2 separate regions of the Mus musculus genome follow, and region 2 is linked to region 1. A link is a contact called in public Hi-C data. All regions are on one chromosome and are shown on one strand. The core of a region is the stretch at or near the end of the contact, and the rest is flanking DNA. Distances in the headings are between cores, read along the strand shown. Region 1 holds the start of Ccdc13 (coiled-coil domain containing 13). Region 2 overlaps Ano10 (anoctamin 10).

Region 1 (4,695 bases), core at 811-3,310:
TGGCCGACACAACCGACTAGCTCTTGGCCTTTGGTCCTACAGACCATCAGGAGTCTGGACACACCTACCTAACCCCTAGACCAACGACCGTCACCCAATGGGCTATTACCATAGTTTATAACTCATGTCTCTCTCTGCTCCTGCCTCACCCCATACCACAGCCTGTTTGTTCTTCACACACTTGGCCCTGACACTGTCCAACATGCTCTCCTCAGCACAAAGCCAGGGCCCCTCCCCTCCCGCGTCAGCACTAGGGGTGCCTTGGGCTCACAGCTTGCACTCTGACTGCTCCTTCTAAGTTCTTGTCTCCGTGTGTTCTCTGGTTGCCTCCTGGACATCTCTGGATTCAATGGGTTTCCACTGGGATGACTCCCCTGAGCTCCTGACAAGCGCTGCCCCTGTCCCCACTGTATATGAGTTACCTTTCCCATTGCTGTGGGCAAACGTGTGACCAAAGCAACTCAAGGTGACTTAGTTGGCTCACAGTCTTGGAGGATACAGCTCACCATGTTGGGGAAGGACAGCACCCACAAGTGGACGGCTGCAGGGGGTCCACTGTGGGGAAGCACGGACAGATGAAGGCTCCACTCCTGCTTTCAGTCTGGGGCTCCGTGGGATGGCGGGTCTTCTTTTCTCAGCTAAACCTCTCTGGAGACACCCTCATGCACTCGTGCACACACACAGAGGAGTGTTTCCTAGATGGCTCTAAATCCAGTCAACTTGCTAGTGAGTATGAACTGTCCCAACCCTTGCTTGTACTCACAGAACACCATCTCCCTGCCCAGGTCATTCACCTTTGCTCCTGACCTGTAGCACACGTTACATACCAACTGTGCTTCCTCCCACTAGTACGTACACTACCAGAGGACACACACTTTAACTTTATTTTTAGCTGTTTGAGACAGGGTCCTGCAAGGGCTGGCCGGATGACCTGGCACTTGCTGTGTAGACCAGGCTTGCCTCAAACTCTTGGCAATGCTCCTGTGTTGGTCTCTCAAATGCTGGCTATGTACCAACACGCCTACCAGGATCATTATTTTCATCCACTTTGTTCATGGCCATGCTACAACAGGACACAGTAGGTGCTTAATGAATATTTATAAAAAAAACATGAAAGAATTTGGCCTTTTTTTTAGACAACTATACTTTGTAACCAACAAACTACCTTAAAACCACAGATAACCCTAATTGCTTACAACTTTTGTTTTCTCTTTAAGACAAGATGTTGGTATGCAGTCCCGTCCTGCTTCAAATGTGAGTATGATTACCAATTTGGGACCAGCATGGGTCTTCTAGTGAGTTTTAAGGCCATCCCAGGCTACAGAGTGAAACCCTACTCAAAAGACCAAGGAAGAGAAAAGCTGTGCGCAGGACGGTGGATGGGGCCTTGAGCACCCATCACTTCTCACCAGCCTGCCACTTTCTAGCTCACCCACGCAGCCCATCCCACCTCCCCATCCTGTATGTTTTTACAAGCCAGAATGAGGGTCAAGTCAGGGCAGCAGCCACGTGCTGAGTGGCAGCTGCAGAAGACCTGCTTTCTAGTCATGCCCACGCAGGTCGCTGGGTCGTTCCTCTGCCTCACGAACCCTCCTCGCGCGGAAAACACGAGTCTGCCCAGGGAGGGGTGGGAACAGCCCGGCCCCAAGGAGAGGCCATTCGCAGGGTCTATGGTTTGGTTTCCCAGTCTTGGCTTCTCGCTGCTCGGCCCCCAGTTCGATCCCCCTCTCCCGGCTCCACTCTAGGCTTCCGATTCGGTTCCTCACTCTCGCCACGGTTCCGGTCCCCACTTGGCCCCTTGTTTGGTTTCCCGCTCTGTCCCTGGCTCGGTCCTCGCTCGGCTCCCGGTTCGGTTCCCCGCTCTCGGCTCCACTCTTGGTTCCTAGTTCGGTTTCCCGCTCCGCTCGGCTCCCGGTTCAGTTTCCCCGCTCAGCCCCCGGTTCTTTTTCCTGATCCGCTCCGGTTCGATCCTCGCTTGACTCCCGCTCTACTCAGCCTTCCTCCACTTACCGCGGCTGCGCTTCGGGGTCTGTCTTAAGGGCCGCGGGCACTTCCTCCGCCCTTCCCGACGCCGGCATGTGCTGCCTTGGCAACCGTCACCAGGGAAACCAGCACGGTCGCGCGCGTCTACGGGGGCCGAGAGAGCCTCTAAAGGTCTGAGCTGAGCGTGCTGAGGGGTCCGGGAAGACCCACAGAACTGCACACACCAGCTGGACATGAGAATGCAAAGTGCCTACGAAGCCTCCACTCTTCCGGAGTGTATTTTATTTAAGGATTTGGGGGGTCTGTTTGTTTTTGTTTTTAAAGGTAGGGTATCATACAGTCCAGACTGGCCTCAAACTCGCTCTGTAGCCATGCATGACCTTGAACTTCTCATCCTCCTGTCCTTATTGAATGCTGGATGACACAGGCTGCACCACCGTGCACAACCGACCTCCAGTGTCTTTGAAAAAGTAGGATGCATATCCTACTGGCCTCCAAGGGTTTTGGAAAGTGGACGGTTTTTATGAAATGTAACATAGTTAACCATATTATCTTTGGAAATACAAAACAAGGCGGGAAGAATGTTGGGTTATGATTGTGATTGGAGTAGGCCAAAATTAATAATGCTAAAACCAAAACCAAACCAAAACAAAACGCTTCCTCCTTTTCAAACAGCGCACAGAACTAAAAGAGGAATGTTGAAAGCGTTTATGGGTCACATCGCAGGATGACAAGACACATCCCTCGCCAGTCAGTCTAGTCCAGTCCAGGAGCTGATTCAAGTTCACCCCAAAACCCTTTTTCAAAAAACAAAAGGTGGAGAGCAGTTGAGGACAAATAATGAAGACAACCTCTGTCTATCCCATGCACATGTGCACCGACACAAACAATTGCACACACCCATACTAAGAAAACCTAGACGTGAAACAACACACAGGCAATTATATCAGTATGGTAGGATTTTAGGTCTTCTTATTTATGAATTTATTTATTTATTTGCATTTTAGAAGATTTTAAAAAACAGTGTGTGTGTGTGTGTGTGTGTGTTTAAGAAAATACTTAAAAAAAAAATCTCCCAGTTTGACATTGCTGTATTTCAGGGACTTGAAGGGAGGCAAACACATAGGAAAAATGAGCTGAGGGAGGCCAGATGCTCTCACTAGCCTTTATAATGTGAAAGTCTCCAGCTATGTTAAACCTGTTTTTCTGCTTCCCATTTACTTAACGTGAGTAGTACATCACTACTTGTGAAGAAGATACAGGGCTGGATACCCACAGCCCTGCATCCACCTGCCCACCCCCTCGCAGTACAGTACAGTGTGTCCAGGTGCACAGCATCTCCTTCATAAAGCTTCTCTCTCTCTAACTCTCTCTCCTTCTTTCTCTCTCTCTCTCTTTGTGTGTGTGTGTGTGTGTGTGCCCATGGAGGCCAGAAGAAGGCATTGGGTCCCCTAGGGTTGGAGTCTGTGATGGTTTGAATATGCTTGGTCCAGGGAGTGGCACTATTAGGGGGTGCAGCCTTGTTGGAATAGGTGTGTCACTGTGGGTGTGGGCTTTAAGACCCTCATCCTAGCTGCTCAGAAGTCATTATTCTGCATGCAGCCTGAGGATGAAGATGTAGAACTCTTAGTTCCTCCTGCACCATGCCTGCCTGGATGCTGCCATGCTCCCACCTTGATGATAATGGATTGAACCTCTGAATCTGTTACTCAGCCCCGATTAAGTGTCCTTATGAGAGTTGTCTTGGTTGTGGTGTCTGTTCACAGCAGTAAAACCCTAAGACAAAGTCACTGGTGGTTGTGAACCTCCTGACGTGGGTCCTCTGGAAGAGGAGGAATTCTTAACTGCTCAGACATGACTCCAGCTGGGCAACTCTTTTTTAGCATAGTTTGGTAAATTTAAACTCTGAAGGGAACCAATCCTTTTCCATCTCGCTTCCCTCCACACCCACTGCATGCTCAGTTTCCCTGGGCCCTTGCTTCCTCTCTGCTTTCTCCTCCCGATGCTCCAGATGTGCTATGTGACCAGAAAGCACAAACCAACAGGTCTTTCTTTTTTATGGTCTTCAGTGGCCTATGTGTTGGGCCGAGGCTGAGAACTGAAAATCTGCATGACTGCCAAGAGGCAGAGTGGATTCAGTAGATAGAACCACAAAGCGGCAGGGTCTTCTCCACACTGCGCATGTGCCATTCACCCACTTCATAATCACGAGGCAGCTGGGTGCTGTGGAGAGAATAGGAGCCAGATGTGCTGATAAGGTCCTCGAAAAGTGCTGCTCCTAGAAGCAAGCCAGGCTTCCCTTAGGATGAGAGCACACCGCATGAGAGGATATAGAATCTCAGCTGGCCTCCTAGGGTATGTATTAGAAAGCTTCAGGCATGAATGTACTGCAATCCCAGCACTTTGGAGGCACAGGTAGGAGGACCACAGATTCAAGTCCAGTCTGGGCGCTACACAGAGTTCCAAGCCAACCTGAGCTACATAAAGAGAGCCTGCCTGTCCTAAGAGACTAAGGACTGGAGAAGTACAGAGAGAAGCTCTGCAGTACAGTGCTTGCCTGTTTTGTATGAGGCCCTGGTTCTATCCCCAGCGCCACACTGTGCACGCGCGTGCGTCACAGGATGGCTTTCCAGGTAACTTTTATAGGAGTGTCTGCTTGCATGTATGCCTGTGCACCCTCTGTATGTCCTATGACTGTAAAGGCCAGAGAGA
Region 2 (4,695 bases), core at 1,422-3,921, 350 kb after region 1:
CCACCACACTCCATCTGCACAGGAAGGGAGGCTGCTATGGTCATTACTCTAGCACACTGGCTCTCAAGTTTGGAAATCCCTGTCTAGGAGGCAACTCACTTCCCACTGGGCCTTTCTTGGAATCTTCCTCTGGTCTCTGCCTGCAGACAGGCAGCCTCTGGTGGTCATCCCCAGGCTTCCTCCAGCAGGGTGTAGTCCTCCCCTCTTGTGCTCAAACTACCCTTACAAAGCCAGCTGCTCTAGAGTTCTCTCTTCCCTGTATAGAATTCTCCCTTGGCCTCTTGATCTTCAGCCTTTTCTTTATGTTTCTGTTCCTGGCTTTCTCTCTGAACTTTTTCCATCTTACAGGGAGATACATGATACACTCAGAACAGTTAAGAGACTATGTACCCCCTTCTGTCAAGATTGGCTAAAACTTATGGGAAATAATTAACCAACCAAGTCCCTGTGTTCCCATGTTGTTAATTTCCTGCTAAAAGTCTACATTTCTCAGCTTTTCTTGTGGACTACAGAAGCTGTTCCCACTCCTCTAAGGGGTCACATCCCATCACACACACACACACACACACACACATACAGAGAGAGAGAGAGAGAGAGAGAGAGAGAGAGAGAGAGAGAGAGAGAGAGAATATGAATACAAAATGTTCCCTTGCTGTAAATAAACACAGGCCCTGCATAGGGCAGACCAAGCCTCTCTTTTTCTCAAGAGGCTTCAATATGCTTCCCATGCAACAAATGTTGGAGGATGGGTCACAGGACAGATGTGTGGGGAGGGCTGTTCCTCAGCTCCCATGTTTTCAGTCTTTCCTCTGTGGATTTCAGGGAACTGAAGTCTGTGGGAATAGTCTCTGCTGGGCTTCCTTCTGTTCCCACCAGTGCAGAAGGGCAGAGGCAGGGCAGTAGCCTGAGATGAGGCCCAGGTCAGTGGGGGTGGAGGTGGTGAGCTCCAGGGGAGCCTCTCTTGACCCAGGCAGATTCCTGTAGATCCTTCTGTCTTCCTCCACTCTTTCCTTCCTTTGCCCTCTCTCCTTCCTTCCAACCGGATCTTACTATGCAATCCAGGCTGGCTCTAAACCCTGATCCTCCTGTCTCCACCTCCCCAGTGTCAGGATCTCTTCCTTTGCTTGTGGCTTCTCAGAACACTGATAAGATTTGGACATTGACATAACTGATTCTATGTGCACCCAAGTTTGGAAATTCTATCTGTGAATCTTTCTGCTACAAGGTCTCAAGATCTGACCTTATTTCCTCTAGAACTTGCATTCAGGGCATGACCCCCCTGGGGATCAAGTGTGATTTTGTGTTGATTTCCTGCGTACTGACATCCAGTCCTTCCAGAGACATCTGCCGAATCATCCCCTGCTCACTCACCTGCAGTCTTTGTGGTCACAGGCAGGTCACTTGCTGCTCTGACTTGCCTCCCCACTCCCCAAGTAGTCTTCACTATGACTTCACTACACACTCTGAAAACATTACCACTCGTCTCCAGTTTGTTCTTCTTTTTTAGAGTTTGGCTATTTTTAGGTCCTTTATTTTCCATGTCAATTTTAGAAACAGGCTTATCAGCTTCTACAAAAACACAGATCAGAGGCTGCCAAATTTCCCATGATAAAGCTGGACAGTTAACACTTTTCCAATTTCCATTACAGGAAGACTCTGCTGTTGTATGAAGGGGCAGGCGCATGGCCAGCGATGACGCGCAGGTCACAGTCCAGGCTCCTGGTCTCCCCTGCAGGTTTACTTTCCACATACATGGTTAGTTATCTGGGAACAAGGCCCCATGCTTCTGTGTACATGCCTTATGTGTCTCTCTTCTTCCCTTCTTAGCTTGACTCTCCTGTTGGTCCTCACAGCAAAGGGCCAACAGTCACCTTCTGCTAATGAGAGCACCTACAGATCCACCATCGATGTCCTGCATCAGGCTGAGAAAGCCCCAGTTGGTGGGTATCTGTTACAAGGGCATTCGGTTGCAAGGTCTGAAACATTGATGCTTTTGGGTGGTGTCTTTGTGGTTTGCCAGGTGGGTCAAAAGAGGGGCTCAGCTAGGAGTTACTTCCTACTAAGTGGCTGGGCAGGCTTTCCTGAGTGTCCTCCCAGCTCCCCATAAATTCTGAGTTTTCTATCTGCTACAGGAATGATACTGGCTAGTCCTGCATGCCAGGCGTGGGCCCCCGTTCTGATGGTTCATTCCCTGGTCAGTTTCCTCACATGCACATACCCTGCTGGACACGAAACAGGTCCTTGGTGGACCTCTGGTGCTTTCTCTGCACCCCATTCTTCCGTGGTTCTGCCTATCCTCAAGCAGCCTTGGACTCTCTGACCCCGCTTTTCAAGGTGCCAATCTGTGTCCAGGTAGATTAATGGATCCACCTGTCTGTGGGGCATTGGGCTGGTGGCAAGCATCATTTTAAAGTTAATGACAAGATCTTGACATGACTTTAGTCCTCCTGATAGTCACCTTCCTGTAAGTAAGTGTCAGAGGTCAGGCTATGCTGACGCTAATGGATAACTATCAGCCTTTTCCTTGCTGCCCTAGCTGCCTTGAAAAAAAGGACTGTCAGTCAAAAGCTGGGCTTCCCTTGTTTTGACACCAGCCATCTTGAACATTACACAGTCCCTCAAGAAAACCACATGATGGCTATGCTGAGCACAGCAGCTCTGGCTCAGCCGGGAGGCCTCTGTTTGCACTAGACCACAATCTCCAGTGAGATCTAAGACACTGTAACCATTTCTTCCTGGGGACAAAGTGGGGCACTTCCCCTGGTGGCCTAGAGAGGCACTGCTGTGAGGGGTGCTAAAGGCCAGAGACTGTAATTGGTGTAGACATAAACCCTTATTTGCATATGAGGTATGCTGTAACTGTGTAAACACAAACCCTTATTTGCATATGAGGTGAACCTGGCATTTACCTGTTCCTGGGAGTGTTCTGCAGAAGGCACTGCCCCCTCCTAGTAGCTCAGGGCCAAGACTACTCAGCTCTGGTTCCTACCAGCCCTATGTGCATCCTTCTAGATGACATAGGTTGTTAACTGACAGTACTTTTGTTTTCAATATCCTTATGGATTTATGTTTTCATACATGTTCCCTTTTAAAACAGGACAGCTTTTAGAACAGGGCCCCTTCCCTTACCCAGGAAAAGCTAGATTAGAGCTTCTGGAAGGAGCCCAGCAGTTGCGAGGTCCCCAAGTTGCTTTAAGCTAAAGGTTTCTTCTAACCGAGGGACACTGGTACTGGAGGGGGAAGCAGGGGCAGTGTTAGGCCAGAGTCAAAGTGCAGTGCTGCTTAAGGAGTTGAGCCACAGTCTGTCTTGCCCAGAGGCTCTACTCTTCTTAGCCATCTTTCAGGATGCCTCAGCCTGCCTGCCAGCCTCTTGGAAGGGAAGTGAACCTGGGTGTGTATTTTAGTATCAAGCTCATTGCTAGTAGAACAAGAGTTTAAAAGCCAGACTGAGAGACTGGCTTGCTTTTAAAAGTATCAGGATTATTTCCATGGCTCACACCTCACCCCCTCCCTTTTGTCTTCTTTCTTGGTTTTGTTTTTTCAAGCAAGGTCTCAGTATACAGCCCAAGCTGGCCTCATACTTGTGGCTCCCCTGCCTTAGGTTTCCAAGAGCTGAGATTGCAGGCTTACACTCCTGTGAAGCAAAATGTAGCTCCAAAATTTCTCACGGTATTGAATAAATAGACTTGAAAAAATGGTTAAGATCTGTGCCATAGTTTTTAGCTGCAAACTGACCCAAGATGTTGTTCTAACCTGAAACAAACCCAAGCTCCTATGTGTTGCTTGGATCCTCTGGCAGGTGTTTCTAGGTCCCCAGTGCTCTCGTCCGTTGGCAAACTCTGCACTCTGAGGCACAAGTTCTCACAGGTGTGGCGGGATCCTAGGGAAACAGACTGACATCTTGGGAGAATCGGTAAGTTGCCACAGTCCACAGATGGGCAGAGAGGTAATGTAAGGGTGGCCACCTCCACCAGGAAGTCTACGAAAGGCGAACATGGGTGTCTCAGCTCAAGTTAGAACTCACACACCACTGTGGTACATGAACGGGTGGGGCTTTGGAGAAGTGAGTGAGCCATCAGGCGTTGGACCTTCACGAACAGGGTTAGTATTCTCATAAGACAGACTTGATGGTTGAGGACACTGCTAAGTGCCAGGGGCACAGTGCTTGCTTCCTAAGCACTAGTGAGGCCCGAGGGCCCTGAATTCACAGCAATGCACACACAAAAGGGAGAGGTCCCCCTCTGTCTTCTCTTTCTCTTTCTCTTTCTCTGCCTGTCTCCCTGTCTGTCTCTCTGTTTCTCTGTCTCTGTCTCTCTGTCTCTCTGTCTCTCTGTCTCTCTCTCTATCTCTCTCTCTCTCTCTCTCTCTCTCACACACACACACACACACACACACACACACACACACACAGAGACTGGGACCTAAGCAAGCCCCTCTGACCTCTACTCCGTGAGCTTGCCCTGACAGGGCTCTGTGTTTGAATGAGGGTGTCTTTGAGGCTGCAAGTCCTCACCAGATTCAGAGTCCAACACTGCATTAATCGCGGGGTTCCTGGTTTGTAGAACTGTAAATGCCTACTGCATATAAGTTACTCAGAGTAAGGCATTTGCCAAATGCTGAATGCACAGAGGTTGTGTCCCACTGACCTTCTAGGAGCTGATTGTGTGGTGGCTTATGGACTCCTCGCTTTCCCTC

What was found. Hi-C and Micro-C count contacts between places; a contact is called where the count stands out from the background.
Region 2: a Hi-C map of pro-B cells shows a contact between it and region 1, with 4 times the contacts expected there. The contact joins the enhancer-like site here to the promoter of Ccdc13 in region 1. A contact is called at or near these places in 4 of 39 promoter capture datasets (the 3T3-L1 cell line, the HPC-7 cell line, hippocampal neurons and 1 more), 2 of 15 datasets of contacts at CTCF or cohesin (large pre-B cells and pro-B cells), 13 of 484 Hi-C or Micro-C datasets (B cells, the C10 cell line, Th1 cells and 7 more), 4 of 115 datasets of contacts at active chromatin or transcription factors (bone marrow-derived macrophages, embryonic stem cells and memory CD8 T cells) and 2 of 9 other capture datasets (embryonic stem cells and liver).

The regions. Positions count from the first base shown.
Region 1 is chr9:121,837,401-121,842,095 of GRCm38.p6, forward strand. It overlaps Ccdc13 (coiled-coil domain containing 13), which reads right to left and starts at 2,061. Exons shown (of 16, transcript NM_028384.1): 1 at 2,011-2,061.
Region 2 is chr9:122,186,155-122,190,849 of GRCm38.p6, forward strand. All of the region lies in intron 12 of Ano10 (anoctamin 10), which reads right to left. Among named protein-coding and RNA genes, the nearest start is that of Snrk, 71 kb to the left of the region's middle. Within about 2 kb of position 2,672, at least 42 of the 459 cell types and tissues checked have an H3K27ac peak or open chromatin away from gene starts, as enhancers often do. A contact at or near this core is called in the HPC-7 cell line, Th1 cells, bone marrow-derived macrophages and 3 more, where this site is marked.